2 separate regions of the Capsicum annuum genome follow, and region 2 is linked to region 1. The links are chromatin contacts, called in public Hi-C maps. All regions are on one chromosome and are shown on one strand. The core of a region is the stretch at or near the end of the contact, and the rest is flanking DNA. Distances in the headings are between cores, read along the strand shown.

The links. A called contact is a pair of places that touch in the nucleus more often than the background predicts.
Region 2: a Hi-C map of leaf shows a contact between it and region 1, with 2.4 times the contacts expected there. The contact joins the promoter of LOC107849764 here to the promoter of LOC107851316 in region 1. A contact is called at or near these places in 3 of 5 Hi-C or Micro-C datasets (bud, leaf and placenta).

What each region holds. Positions count from the first base shown.
Region 1 is chr12:197,886,535-197,894,377 of UCD10Xv1.1, forward strand. LOC107851316 (ATP synthase subunit epsilon, mitochondrial) reads right to left here and starts at 4,591. Exons shown (of 2, transcript XM_016696273.2): 1 at 4,236-4,591; 2 at 345-614. The coding sequence starts at 4,419. The coding sequence ends at 589.
Region 2 is chr12:198,111,450-198,119,292 of UCD10Xv1.1, forward strand. LOC107849764 (exocyst complex component EXO70A1-like) reads right to left here and starts at 4,223. Exons shown (of 1, transcript XM_016694327.2): 1 at 670-4,223. The coding sequence starts at 2,887. The coding sequence ends at 908. It overlaps LOC107850391 (KH domain-containing protein HEN4), which reads right to left. Exons shown (of 11, transcript XR_007048283.1): 6 at 6,690-6,894; 7 at 6,516-6,604; 8 at 6,363-6,412; 9 at 5,046-5,154; 10 at 4,639-4,972; 11 at 4,346-4,596.

The sequences.
Region 1 (7,843 bases), core at 3,341-5,840:
GCTAAGGCACCGCTTGATATCAAATCCCGTCAGTTAACAATTTCACCTACTATTTTATTCCTTTTTTTTGGGGTGGGGGATGGGGGTGGGGGTGGGGTGGGAAGTTCGGGTGTTTGGTTGGTAAACGCACACTTTTGTTCGACTTGCTATACAGCAGCACAAATTTTGACAAGTATAACAAGAAGATTTCACATGTATTAGAATCATGCTTCGTTGTGCTTTAGAGTAGCAACAAGTATTAGAATCATGCTTCGTTTTGCATTAGACTAGGCAATGTAATATAACATGACTCTAAGACAGACACTTTAGCGCAATAAAGGAAGAATTCAGCACCTTGTAACGGATGAGAACAAAGTCTTAAAATCTTTTGCATTACACACGAGTGTTGCCTTTTAAGACGCTACAGCCAAGAGATTATTGCTAATCACCAAATCACTTTCCGATTTCAATCCCAGCATGTGTAGGACCAAAGTCTAGTTACTACGTCGTTATTAGAAGATCAACAGTAGTTAATGCAAGCTCCAGCACAGGAGCAGAACAAAAATTCATATAACATCAAAAACAAATCCCAAGATCCATCCTCGTTCTTCATTCAGGAGTATCAGATCGGAGGGCTGTAAAAAGAATAGCAGAAGTATTTGTTAGAAGACCGAAGATGCAGTTTTTGCCATGACAATAAGATAAAAATTATGCAATTATAACATAAACGACCAGTCAACCCTACACTCTATCCCCTATACCTTCTGACTCTTGCAAGATCGAGAAAGAAACACTGCACTCATATCGAAACAAAAACTTGATACTCCTATTCTTCACCAAGCAAAAAGTATAGGAGCATAATGACAATTGCATTAACATCTTGCATTCTGGGTTCTCCCCATATTATTGATGAAAAATTGTCGTTTAACCAAAGAAATAAACAACGATAAGATACAAGCTTATGGCCTTCACTTCTTTTTTTTAAACTGGCCATGAATCACATCCCCTTTCCCTTCATTTAAGTTTCTCATCCACCGTCATCCCTCACTAGTTCAATCTTCAGAGGTAAATATAGGTCAACAACCCCTAAGAGGGTGGCCTAATGGTCAAAGAACTGGAGTAACAACCTTGTGATCTAAGATTCGCCTCCTATTTGAATACGCCCACCTACTTAAACCTAAACCTTAGTGGGCAACAAGTGAATTCACCGAAAGTACGTGCAAGCTAGACACGACACCATTGTAACCAAAAGACTATATAACAATCACTACCGTATCTACACAACAGACATGTTAACACGATTCTTTTTTTTTTTTTTCTGAAAAATAGATGAAAAACAATACAACTATTTTTGACAGATTCAACTGATACAACCACTCCAATTAGAACTAATAGTGGCACGTAATATCATCATTTAATTTTCTTCTTCCTTTATCTACTTCTATTGTCCTAATAGAAAGTTCAAAGATTCAACCTTGTACTATGGGGGAAGGTAACAGAATGCACTAAGTTGTCAAGGAAAATTGCATCTTAGTCAAACAGTGTATGCATGATTATTGTGGCCAAGGAAGTAAAAGAGTCGCAATCTAATAAAGGTCAATCATTGAACATGTTCTCTTCATGTTTGAGTTTAATACCGAACAAATATATTAGATAATGACCTAGCTTTGTTCCTTTTCCCCCTAAACAAGGACATAGTCACCTTTTGAGATATGACTATATTTGTGTAGTTGTGATGACTACACTCCACATCACAGCTTTTCAGTGAAGATTTTTACAAGAGGGAACATGAAAATAAAAGTGGACAGTTCAACAACCTGAGAATACATTTTTCGACATCGATTACTACTAATACTACGCCTTAGTCATAAACAACTAGAGATCAGCTATACCAATCCTTGCTAACCACATTCCCCATGTTAATTCATCTCTTTGTATCATAAGGATTCATCATGAAGTAGCTAGCTTTATACCGGCTACCAGCCTACAGCAATTCTCCTACCTTATCCAGTCTTAGTACAGACAATCTGAGCATGCTTAGACTGACAAAGTTAGCCGAGAAAATTCAGATGACAACATCAAAGCTCATTAATATAATGTCTTTATTAGATCATATGAAACCAACAGAAATAACATTTTGAGACAGGTTAATGGTACTGCCACGGAGCTTGGGTCTAGTGGTAAAAGAGCAATGCGCGGTGTTGTAGGTTAGGCGCATGTCACTGGTTCAAACTTTGCCATATAAAAAATAGCCAACCCGGTATTTAAGTGTAAAAGAGTGAGAGGCAGAAATACGGTACTGGTTGTACACAATTGCTGAAGGATTAAAGTATAAATATCATTGATGGTTAAGAGCTATGATCTATGTCCTGGCAGATACTTGGGAAAATTCGGCATTGATCTATATCAACATGAAGACAAAGATATCCATTTGATTCTAATTATGACAAAGGAGTCTATCTGTATCCTTGTGGAAACAAAGGCAAGATTAAAGTGTGTCCCAGTGACATGCTATCACCGCTCTTCGCAAAATCCAAAAGACAGATTAACCAATAAAAAGGTAAACTAGGAAGTCTCCAAACGTTTAAATCAAAAGCTAAAAGCGCCTATAAGAAATTCTTGTCATAGTCCAACTTCCACATAGAAGAGTGATTGAAAACACAAACACAACCAAGAAATAAACGACGTAACTATCGGATCTGCAATAGGGACACCTATTGCATTATCTAACTGATGCTAAGGAGGTAGTCTAAAAGATACAAAATGTCATGATCCTATTGCAAGGTATGGGCCCTCGAGTCCCACATTGGTTAACTGGGGCTTATAAGACCTTGAGTTCACCCACCTTAATAGCTAGCTTTTGGGTTGTGGTTTTCGTTGGATTGTATAAATGGTATCAGAGCCACCCACCACTCTTCGTTCCAACCAAACACCATGTGGGGTTTGGGGCCACATGATGATGAAAAGAGGTACCTAGGAAAGAGCTACCCACTTGTGGTAGAGTGGAAGCTACTCAGTGTGGAGCCATCAAAGACGATCGATGAACTGTGGTGGTTTGTTATAATCCTATTGCAAGATATTGGATTTGACCCAACATTAGTTGAATGGGGAGCTACTCTAGGGCTGATATAACCTTGGATTCCCCCCACCTTAATAGCTATAGCTAGCTTTTGGGTTGTGGTTCTCCTTGAGTTATATCACAAAACCACCAAAGTTATCTTTCGTAAAGCCCAAAAAAAACAAAAAAAGATTAAATGTACCTGAGCAAGAATGTAGAAAAAACTTCAAAACTCTACCCTAGCAGAGTTAAGAATACCAACAAGAACCTCAAATCGAACATACCTGCACACAGACAGAGGCCAATAAAATCCCATCTACCACTTATAATTACTCCACCCTCTGCTACCAATCAAAATAAGCATTTTTTTGGATAATCGTGGTGTCTAGCTTGTGCACCTCGACTAAATCCACGAATACTTGCCACCTCCCACCAGCAACAAGTACCAAGTAACTTTGTCCACCAAAACTAGGACATATAAGAAGAAATCACCTATTGTTTTGTCTCCGCTGGAATTTGAACCTGAGAGCTAATGGTTCTCAACTACTTCATTGACCTCTATGCCACACCTTGGGAATACTATCTTACAAACGAATCAGCAGAAAGATCTCTCAATTTTACACAGCAACCACGTTATTAATAAAAAAATATGTCAAAATGTCAATTTTACACACCCCAAAAGCTCGTGCAAAGGAACTAGGATTGTCCAAGCCTTAAAAAGAGTCAAAGATCTCATCTCTTATCCAGTGCCGAATCCAAAATATAGTGCTTAAGATTTGAACTTGAAACCTCAAGGTGAAATTAGATTCAAAATTTATATATACACAAAAAAAATTGAAAAAAATACAATATATATATATATATATATATATATATATATATTGTGTATTTTTTAGTCTACGGGTCTACCCGAACCCCCTCACTACACTCTAGATCCCCTGCTCTTATTGAAGTGTGATTCATTCCATTCATCACTCCCTCACACCCAGATCCAGTCTGGTGGGCTAACGGTATTTCCACCCGCAACTGCTCAGGACCGTGCGGCCCACTCAAATCAGTTTTTGAGCCTAGCCCAAACCGCAAAAACGAGCTCGAGAAGGGGGAGGATTTTCCGAGCCTTACAAGGAGTGCACGGTCTCATCATCACTTACCGATGTGTGATTTCAAAAAAGATAAAGACAGAGCAAAGAATACTTACTGGGTTTCTGAGGTTTGCCATCAACCCATTTAGAAATGGAATAATGGACCTTCTCACGGCTCAAAGCTTCCGTCTTGTAAGGTTCCTTGAGGCAGTTCCTGACAAGATTAGCACAGAGATTTGAGTATGTTATGTAAGTCATCCCAGCTGACCTCCAAAATGGTGCTGCTGCGTTCGATGCCATTTCTCCGCCGCTCTTTCTTTCCTTCACAATTATTGCTCTTCCTATGGAAAACAAAAGGGGTATTTGTATATTCCTCTAACTTGGATTGCTCAATTGTGGTTTTTAGTACCTCAACTTTTTTGTCAAGTATGATTTGATCTTTCTAATATTCCACTTAGGTCCAGTTAAACTTAAATTATTATTTTTTTCTTTTTAAAAGAACTTCGAATAAACTAAAATATTTTATTTTAGGTCGTTTTCATAGATTAAGAATAATTAATTTTGCAATAGCTATTGACGCAATAAAGCCTATATGTTTGTGTTATGTTACTAGCTCATATCTTATGCATGTTTGTGTCATATAATTTGTTATTTCACATGTTTTGAGCTTATTACGAGTTATAGGAAATATAATCTATGATTCTTCTTTGAATGGTACGTGTAACTACTTTTTTGAATATGAATTTAAGAGCAAATATGAAAGATCATCTCAAAATAAAGATAATATATGTTGTAAGAAAATTGGTTATTTGAGAAACGCTTTTTTAAAATGAATTTATAGAAAAGTGCTTCTAAGAAAACGCAATTTATGTTTGACTAATTCATTTAAAAAGTGTTTGTATAAATAAATTGTGTTTAGTTAATTTTTTTTAAAAAATATTTTTGAGAGATTACTACCAAAGAAAATGTATTAATAGGCTTTTACTATTAAAATTATTGTATATAGAGAAATAATTTTAAATATCTATTATAATATATTTAATTTAATTTTTATTTTTATTTAATTAAAATGTACATATTACAAAATTTTCAATCACTATTTATATACATAAATACATTCAAAAATATATTAAATGATGATAAAATTAATAGAATGATTTAAATATACTTAAAAACATCAAGCAAAATAAATTTAAAAACTATTCCAGAAATTAAATCACTATATACAAAAAGGTTCACCATAAAAATAAACAGTTCTTCAAACATCAACAAAATTTTAAAATAAAGAAGTTAGTAGTAAAATAATAATAATAATAATAATAATAATAATAATAATAATAAATTATAAAATAAAATAAAAAATTTACAATGTAAAAATCAAAAATAAAATTTTAATCAAACTTATGATATCTATACTAATTAATTAATGAAATTTGCTAACCTTGCACATCAAACTAAATGCCCTCATTCTTTCTTTCTCTTAAATGCCCTCACTTACATATTTAAACATATTTAAACCAAAAATTGAACTCAATTCTCTCAAGTCTCATATCATGTTCGTTCCCTTCTCTCTCCATCTATGTTGCAAATGTTGGAACGTTTAACCTATTTACAAAAGCTCCTCTTGTCATTCTTCAACTTGTCTATGTGATTTATGAGGAAGAAGATTTATTTATCTAAAAATTACTTAAAACTACAGTCTAATTTTTTATTATAACATAACATCTCAAATCTCAAAACCAATTACAATATCCCTCTCTTTACAAACATCTCAAATCCTAAGCTTAATGCTCCCACGAAAAGTGTCTATAATCAAGAAACCTCAATCAAGCGGTTTGCAAGTTTAAATTTATAATGTGTTTTTCTCCAATTTCTCAACATCAACTTTCAACTTACTAACAAACTTCATTAACATTCTTCTTCAATTTTGTTTTGGAGGTTAGTAAAAATTTTTAATTTTTTCAACTTTACTCAATAAAAAATAGACGAGAGAGTTTGTTACATGTGCTTTATTTACTAAATCTCGCTTAGTAATGGAGGATTCTCCGTCATTTAGTTTAGGACTAACTCAATTAGATGATAATGAACAAATAAATCGTGTTTTTGGATTTGTTCCTAGAGCTTTTGATAATGAGGACCCCAATTTCAGAGAAGACAGATCTAAACACCGCAACAATCCCACTAAGATGAAGAAGTTGAGGAAAGATGAACGTAGAAGCTCAAAAAAAGTCATCGGTGAATATTTAAGAAAGAAAACAAAGATACATCACGACCCCGTCTCCACCAAGGTACAGTGCTTTGTGTCTGAATCTGTTTATTTTTATCAATTTTTATATATAGCTATAAATTAACAGTTCTTACTTTAACCCTGATACATATCGTGACTATGTTTGGGTTGGAGGTACTCGTTCAAGATACGTTGTTATTTCAACCCTTATACATAACATTGTTATGTATATTGATGTATTACATAGTGAAACGAGTCTGGCTTTTGATCTCTGATACATAGCGAGTTTTGTATATGTATGACATTGTCAGATCTATTAGGTTTTATTCTAACCCATATACATAACTATTGTATGTAACATAATTGCAGTAACTTTAGTCATAGTTATGTATTTTGGTTGGGGATTTTCTGTAGGCTCGGTGTTATTTCACTTATGATACATAACTATGCTACGCAGGATTGATATAAATGAAGTCTTTAAATTTGATGCATAGCATACCTATGTATATGATTTTCCTACATATACATGATGATATGTCATTCTTGATACATAACTATGCTATGTATAAGAGTGGAATAACTCAAGTTAATGCAAATCAGATACATACAATAGGTATATATAGTTAAGTATATCTGGCTTATTTATGAAAAAATTTCATCAGTTTGCACCTTCAATGATTAAGTTTGATTTTATATTTAACTAATATTGGTATACAATTTTTGTGATTACAGGGGATGAAATACCGAATAAAAGAAGTTCCACCTTATCTTTTGCATATCGATAGTTCATGCAATCATGAATTTGAAAAAGATATCAAAGATTATTTGAATGAAGAAGTACTTAAGCTACTTCGCCAATCATTTTTTGGTGTATTTCTCAATATGCCTCAATGCAGCTTCTGAGGTCAAATATCAAATTGGCTACTAATGCTTGAGATAGAACAGGATAATCCGAATGAAATTCATGTATATGTCAAGAGAACTGCTCTTATGTTTACTATTTTTGAGTTTTCTCTCATTAGTGGTCTTAAATGTATCAGCAATATCAAGGATTGCCTATATCCTGACTCCTCCAAATCCACTCTAATAAAGAAGTATTTCCCAAAGGCAAAAACTAGAATAAGCAAACTTACGTTGGTTCAACATTTTAACACGAAAACTTTGACAATAATTGAGATTCTTTGCACATGTCTATATTGTATTTCGTACATATGTTTTTGTTTTCACAATTACATGATGTAACAGTTGGAAGAGTAGATTTTCTGATGGTGAAGGATGGATGTTATGAACAATTTCCACAGGGCAAAAATGCGTTTGAGAAGCTGATGACAGCATGACGATAATATTTTTTTTATCGAAAACAGCTATACCGGTTAGGAGGCATGCCTATTGTATTGAATGTATGGATGTATGAATGTTGCTCTGAAGTTAAAAATAAGATAGTTGTCTGTCATAGAAACATCATTCCCCAAATTTTTAACTGGTCAGTTGTTGGAG
Region 2 (7,843 bases), core at 2,973-5,472, 220 kb after region 1:
TAGTGGATGTGCAAACAACTCAGATAGCAATAACATTCTTGTTCGTCTCATGGAAAGAAGCAGTGGATATACAGCTTCCTATAGTAGAAGAAAATTCAAATATTTGATGGTTAAAATTTCAAGGCTGAGATGTAATTTAACTCTATTTTTGTTAAATAACTGATGCTTATTGCGTAAATATGACATGATTTTTTGTATTTAATATTAGCAATCTACCGTTACTGCTCAACTTCATTTAGTGGTTTGGGATATAGCCAGAGACAAAGTCAGAATTCCAGCTAATAATTGAATTCTAAATCAAAAACATTGTTTAACTAAAAGCTATTGATTTCGGACAAAACTAGTATCCGATCTTCTAGCCCGCTTCTAGATACGACTTGCACTTTTGAAGGATTTGACACGAGTACAGCGACGGCTTTGGTGGACATGAGCAACATAAGTTTATAGTTAAAACTTTACCTTTCAAATTTTAAACACTGTTATGGTCTGGTGTCAAGTTGGTTGGAACTACCAACCCAAATGCACAAGGGATACCAACTTTCCAGTGCTAAAGACCAAATACCTTTGTAAATCGACTACACAACTAATATCTATGCAACACAAGTATTTATCAAAGTAATCGAATTTCTGATGTGTAAGAACAGAACACACAACATGTAATTGAGCCATTAAAACATGGTATTAGGATTTAGAATCTTATTTACATTACATACCACTGACTGATGACGATTTTCTTGGATGTAGCTCTTTATCGTCAGTTTAGAATTTTTCCTAGAGAAGTATAATACTCCTAAAAAGACAGGTGTATGCATTAACCATGTACAATTAACAACCTACTTGTTCAGGATTATGTTTGGAAAACTAATCGACTTTATGTAAGAGGAGTTATCTATGAACTAATCACCTTTCATGCTGCTGCTGGTGTGGAGGAAAGTTGATTAGTAACAAAGCTATTATTTAGCTTGCCACTCAATTCTGTGCATTTGGTGCTACTGCCATAGTTTCCCACTTTTGGTTCAAATAGACAAGTAATCATATTTACCAAGGTCTTAGCTGTGTATTTTATGTGCTGATCAGTAGTGCTAGCAACCTCAAATTCAATGGATGGCATGTATTTTTCCAGGTAGTTAATGTAAGAAGGAACGACAACATGCAAAACATTTTGGCATACCCTCCATCTTAGCCCCTTGTCACACAATTCCCAACTGGATTGTTTCTTGTAAATTTCGTCGAAAGACTCAGTGAATTCCTTGAGTCTCTTTTTAACTAATTGTCGATCAATGGCTCTCCCTCCTGGGAACAACACTAGGCCTTCCTCACTCAGAAGGGACGGGAGTTTTCCCCAGCTCTCTTTCAAAAAGTGTGTCTCGTAGTACTCCATGTATTCCTCGTGACCTGTAATCCATTCATGTCCCATTATCTCACCTAGTTTTGTTCCCCTCGTGTACTTGAACAAGTACCAATGGTTATTCATCAAGAAGAAATAAGAAAGAGGGACATCCTCGTATCTCTTTGTCCAAGTCTCTAAATTGAGCCCAATTACTGTTACTATGTTTTGCATCTCATTTACAAGAAGCTCCTTTCCGAAATTCTCGTTGTTCCAACCTTGATGTATCTCCACAACTTGGACAAGTGTGGACCAATATTCATCCTCAAGCAGCTGATTACAATACTCTGTGACAAAGTTAACTAGCCTCGGAACACTTCCATCCACCGGAGGACTAGTTGGCCTCTGCAGTTCCACCTGAAGAGAAAGTTCCCAAAATATTTCACAAGTCCCATTCACAACTCTCTTGACCAGATCTCTTGTTTGGGTTTGGATTTCACCACAGGCTCTCCCACTGAAAAGCCTGTTGAAATTGGAGCGTAGTTTGTTTAGAGCAGCAAACATTTCCAATAGCTTCAACAGCTTGATTGCTTCTTTCTTCCCTTTGGTAATTGTGTTGCCAAATTTTATGAAAGAATGAATCCCAGATTGGACAGCAATTTTTGCAAAACAGTCCATACATCTTTCCTTAAATGCTGCTTTTCGGAACACTTCAATGCAAAGCCTGTGTTCTGTGTCCAACAAATATTTCACAGCAAACTCCAAGTGTTTGGCCCATAGATCAATGTGAGGCTCTACACTCAGAACACTGTCAAACTCTGTGAATGATATCTCCTCCAGGTAGTCCAAATCGAGCTCCTCTACAGCTTTTCTCACGTTTGACCTCCGAACCTCAACGTAGATAGACATACATCTGTCAAGTCGATGGTTCGCAGCTAATCTATCAATAATGGCTTGCACATTCTGGATAACATCAGGCAACGGCAAGGACAATGGAGCTATGCCCTTCAACAAGGACGCCAATTCAACCTCCACCTTGTCTAGCGCAACCGTCAAGGGCCCACCTTTGGCACGAAAATGTTCCTCCGTTGCCTGCAATTCTCTAAGTATACTCAAACACTTGTTCACATTCACAACATACCAACTTTCAGCAACAGAGGAATTGAAACTACTGGTTTCAAGCCAAGAAACGACTAGTTTGCAGTTATCGGTGAGTAAACTGAGTGCTTCTTCCATCCATTTTAGTGTTGTAACATAAGCTGATATATCATCAGAAGGATCATCAGTTGAAAGAGAGTTTTCAAGTTCACATATGACATCAAATATCTTAACAACAGATGCAGCAGGACCAATGACCCTATCAACATCATGACCACTCATCTTGTATAATGTGCATTTACATGCTAAGTTTCTAAGGGCACCTGCTAAAAAATCAAGCCTTTGCTCACAGCTCTCTAATCTCCAACACCTATTACTAATTTCTACTCCCAATTCTCTTGATTTTTCTATGCTACACTTGAGAATTTCTCTTGCAGCTTTGATATTCTCAATGCCCACCATCTTTTCTCTTTTCTTTCTTGAGAAATCCTTTCTCAAGTCTCAACACACTTAATGAAATAGTACTCCTTTTGTCCCAATTTATGGGCACAATTTAGATTTTGATAGTCAAGCAATTTAAGTTTGACTGTTATATATTTGAAAACTATGTGAAAAATACTACAAGTTGGGATAGTTGACAATTCAAAATATTTAAACGATATATGAAAAGATTATGATCAAAGATAGGCTTGTTTGGATCTCGAAATCTGAAAGGTGTCACATAAATTGATACGGAGGGAGTAGTAATTATGAAGGAAAGCGACTAATACATTATATTATTGCTTTGTTTCCCATATAGTACCCACATGCATAAGGCTTTTTTGTTTACCAAACTCAACAAATGAGGTTAAAACAAGTCTACCAGCTTCAAACCAACTTCACTGCTAAAACAAGAATACATATGCCACCCAGAAGGTAGATCACTTTAAGGAAAATGTACTTAAATATCAATATACACTTGTTTCTTTAGTTAACTAGTTTGTTCTAACTGCCTTTTTGCTTGCCTTTTTGGCTTTTTTTCTCTCCAAAACCGTTCATTGTTTACAAGCCAAGAAACATCCGAATTTGCCTCTCTTTAAAGTGCCACTATTGGTAATGTTTCTTCTTTGGACGTTTGTTTGTTCCTCCTTTTTATGTGCATAAAAATCTGTTGGAACACTTCAAAATATTAATTACATATAATAAGAAGAACAACAATGATAATAATAATGAAAATATATCATTCATGTCTTTTACATAATGAAACTAAATGATTCAAATCTAAATTGATTTGAGGCTATACACTTGATTTTCTTGAAATTGTGTGCTTTGTCAAGGTGGAAGCTGCAGGTTTTAGTTCTACCATTCGGAATCAAGTCTAATGATCTTGAAAACTAGAAAGGAAAATGGTCAAATTTATTTGGTACCATCCGAAATTGAGTAACTTTGCTTTCAGATAAACTTTAGGTTTACTATAATAACTCTATTTGGAGCAAGTCTCATTTTTGATACTTTTATAACTTAGGATAATTGGGTGCATAAAATATAAACTTCTTTTTTTAATTAAAAGAATATGAAAGCATGAAGTCCAAAAAAATGTGAGAATATTTACTAAAAATGGATCGATTTTTGACTTTCTTGAGCATGTATCACCATCTCGAAATAAATAGTGAGACTTATTGTTGCAACTCTTTGGGAGTGTATTCCTAGGATTAATGATTTTGTACGACAAAATCACATGCTCCTATAACAATTTCTCTGCTCTATGTGGCATGTAGGGGTTGGGTTTTTACGGAAGGTTTTTTTTTTTTTTTTTTTTTTTTGTGTGTGTGTGTGTGGAGGGGGTCCGTGGATTAAGGAAAATGAAATAGGAAAATGCGAGAAATTTGAAGTTTAGATGTTACATGTAAAGACCATTTCACACATTTTACTCCGTGTATATGTAGCCGAAAAAGGATTACTAGGACTAGAAACTAATAATAGAACGATACCACCTGCTGTATTGTATTTCTTACAGACCCACATGATGGTGCTTCTACAAGAATCAAATGAACTGACCAATTCATGTGCTTGTTGCTTTTACATGTACATATACTACATGATTTTTGCCTGCAAAATACTTCAACATCAAAATATGATGGAAAAAACAGGCATTGATGACTTTTTCCTTCCTGAATATCTGCTGCATTCTCAGGCATTGATGACTTTTTCCTTCCTGAATATCTGCTGCATTCTCTCTTACCACTTGGTTGATCTTTTTTCCCTTTAGAACCTAGAACGATATTTCTCACATACACTCTGTTCTTCCTACATGTTCCAATAACTATTTTGAACTTATTTAACCATCACAGGCACATGTCAACTGCATTGCATGAGAAAAACAAACCACATTCGCGACCTTCTAGGATTGTGATAAAGAAGTAAGGTCTACATGTTCTGCTCAGCAAAGATGAAAGCATGAATAAGGGTCTGAGCGAATCGCGTTTGATCTGGTGTTCCAGACACAACAGCAGTGCCTTCTGTAGCCCCAGCTACAGGATCATGAATTACTATCTTAGCACCTGAAATCTGAAACCAAACACAAATGTTAACTACCTTACCCCTAAGAAGAGAGAGAGTTTGTTCGATCAAACTGACCTACCCTAGTTATATCACGAAGGTTACTAGAATCCTCTCCATAAACATACTTCAACAACATCTGAGGAATTACAATTTCAATAGTAATGCCTGGAAAATTAGGTGCTGTCTCACTGCAACAGATAAACAGTTTAACTTAGTGGATACACAAAGCGTTAGCAAGATATGAAAAGCAAAGGATAAAGGGCAAATTAAACAAGAATACAAATCAACCAAGAAAAAATAAGAGCAATGTAGATCCATGAATTTCAAGTCAATTGTTCCGATACAACATCCCTTAAGAAGAATGTAGATCCATGAAGTTCAAGTCAATTGTTCCGATCCTTTCTCTTTAATCCCATTAACAATAAATTGAGCACCTCAAGTATCTCCAATAGAAGATCTTCATACCATTCAAGTTTAAAGTTTTAATTAAGGAACTCAATTATCTCTAATACAAACTTCACAAGTCAAATATTAAAACAGTTGACCCGTAAGCACTGCACACATTCTACTGCCTTTGAAGTTTTAGGTGGATATTTTTCTTACAAGAGAGCAGGCGCTCCATATAAATGCAACACCCCCTCCCTAGGTAACATTGTTTTACTCTTCAGTAAAGGATATACTATCTCATAATGTAATAAATGTATCTATCTCGCAATCCTGTTTATAAGAACTTCACAACTTAAAAGACAAATTCAAATTACAGGAAACTGAAGAACTTGACAGACATGTCCTCGACCAGCTCAAAAAGCAGAGCTACATACTCGATGTTTGCCCGATTCTTATAAGGTACACTGCCAAAATCCGGGTTAACAGAATTTGAAGACTACAATAGCATATCCTCTGTGCTTAACTCTTTTAAGACACCGTCTTGCCTTACTTCCACAGGATGCAGGTTATTTCACATAGCTTGTCTATGGTGTGCATACCACGATATATAACTTTCCCAATGAAATTGGAAAACTGTGAATTGAGTTCGTGGTTCTAGGTAGCTTTTAAATTCATATTAGCATCTGAAAATCATTAATTAGGCCTCATTAGCTTCATGGCTGTAGCCTGCGACGAACCTATCAAGAAGCAACCAACTAATTTCCCACTACTCTCCACTTAAAGCTGCATAAGGAAGATCAAACTAGTAGCCCCAAAAGGAAATAAGTTTACCCAAGTGAATCAGAAACAGGTGAGTCCTGCATCAACAGGGAAACCAGTAACCATATATAGTACACCCAACCAAGCACTCGTCTGGGAAATTCAATGGATTGCTTCAAGTTATTTGTAGAGATCTCAATCTCCTAACGCAACCTAATACATTAGATCCATACAGAGGAAAACAAGTTACCTGCCACTGCTACAATCAGCCATTCCAGCTGTATACCTTGAATTGACTGCCTGGATAAAACAGCAAAGTAGGAAAGTAAATAGTCAGAAATGCAACCCTGTTTAAAAAAAACGTATCAATAATTTACATTTACTGGAAAGAGCCCCCACAAACCTGAGGACCCCATCTTCCCGGTGAAGGAGGTCTATCAAAAAAGGGAACATGCCCTTGTCTCTCGTAGCCATAGAAATGGGGAGCACGATCTGAAAAAACATTACAGTCTAAATCATGTAAAAATGAAGCCAGCTGTTCATAGGGTTTGGGTGGAATACCAAGTGTGCTTCATACCATGAGGGTAGCCAACAGGTGAGTGATAACTAGGAGAAGCAGGATCGTGCCTTGGTCTGAATGATGGAGATGGAATTTCAGCATAGGGGGGAAAATGCGGAGGGGCAATATTTGATACATGTGGTTTCAGAGGAAACATTGCATCCCGAAGCCTACAAGTAATTTGGAACAAAGCATCCTGGACAGACTGTATGCTACCAATAACCTGTAGAGAATTCAAACATCAGGAGTCAATCGGAGAAATTCCATCACGATCAATAAAGAATACACATGAAAGGAAGATAACAAGGTTGTGCTCCTTCTCATTTATCTTCTTTACATAGCTCTTGTGAAGGTAAGTTCCACCAACTGAGACAGAATGCAACTAAATTTGTTTGAGATACAACAAAACACAGACATGGAAAGCACGTCTCTATGATGATCATCAATGAAACACTTTTGATTAGTCTATCTGAATATTAACTTACATCGTAAATGCTACTCCCTGATCTTCCGGCGACTTTCATCAATTTATTCCAGCGACCCCACCAGTTTCCGGCGAGTGGCGCTAGTTTCCGGCACAACTGATCGTCGTCTTTTTCTCTCACTTCTCGCACCGACCACTAAACTGTAGCGGCTTCTTCGGCGGCCCTTCTCTGCGGCCCAGCGACCACATCAGTTTACGGCAAAATTTATCGTCGTTTTTCTTATTTTTCGCACCAACCACAGCTCTCTTTTCTTTTCTTTATAACTCTTTAGAGGTACTACAAGTCTAGATCCGGCACCTCTTCTCAGGCGACGACATCAAGATTCCGACGACCAACACATTCTCCAGCGACCAATGACAATGACAGGAGCGACCAATGACAGGGACGCGGTACCAACAGTAGGGTAAAGGCGGCGGCAGCAAATTCCGGCGACCAATTTCTGCACCAATTTGCCGAAATTCGACGAAATGATCAAGAAAACGTACTTCACTGCGTCTTTACCCAGAATCAGGTGCACTCATTTCATTCTTCTCTAGTTTATTTGGTATAGGTTTCCCGTCTCTTTTTCTATCTTGATTTCTTGTTTGGTTTTCTTGACTGTTCCTGTAGGATTACTGTTCCTGTTTCTCCGTAACTTAGTAGGTGTTCCTTATTAGCATACCTATTTACGGTGGGTAGTATAGTGCT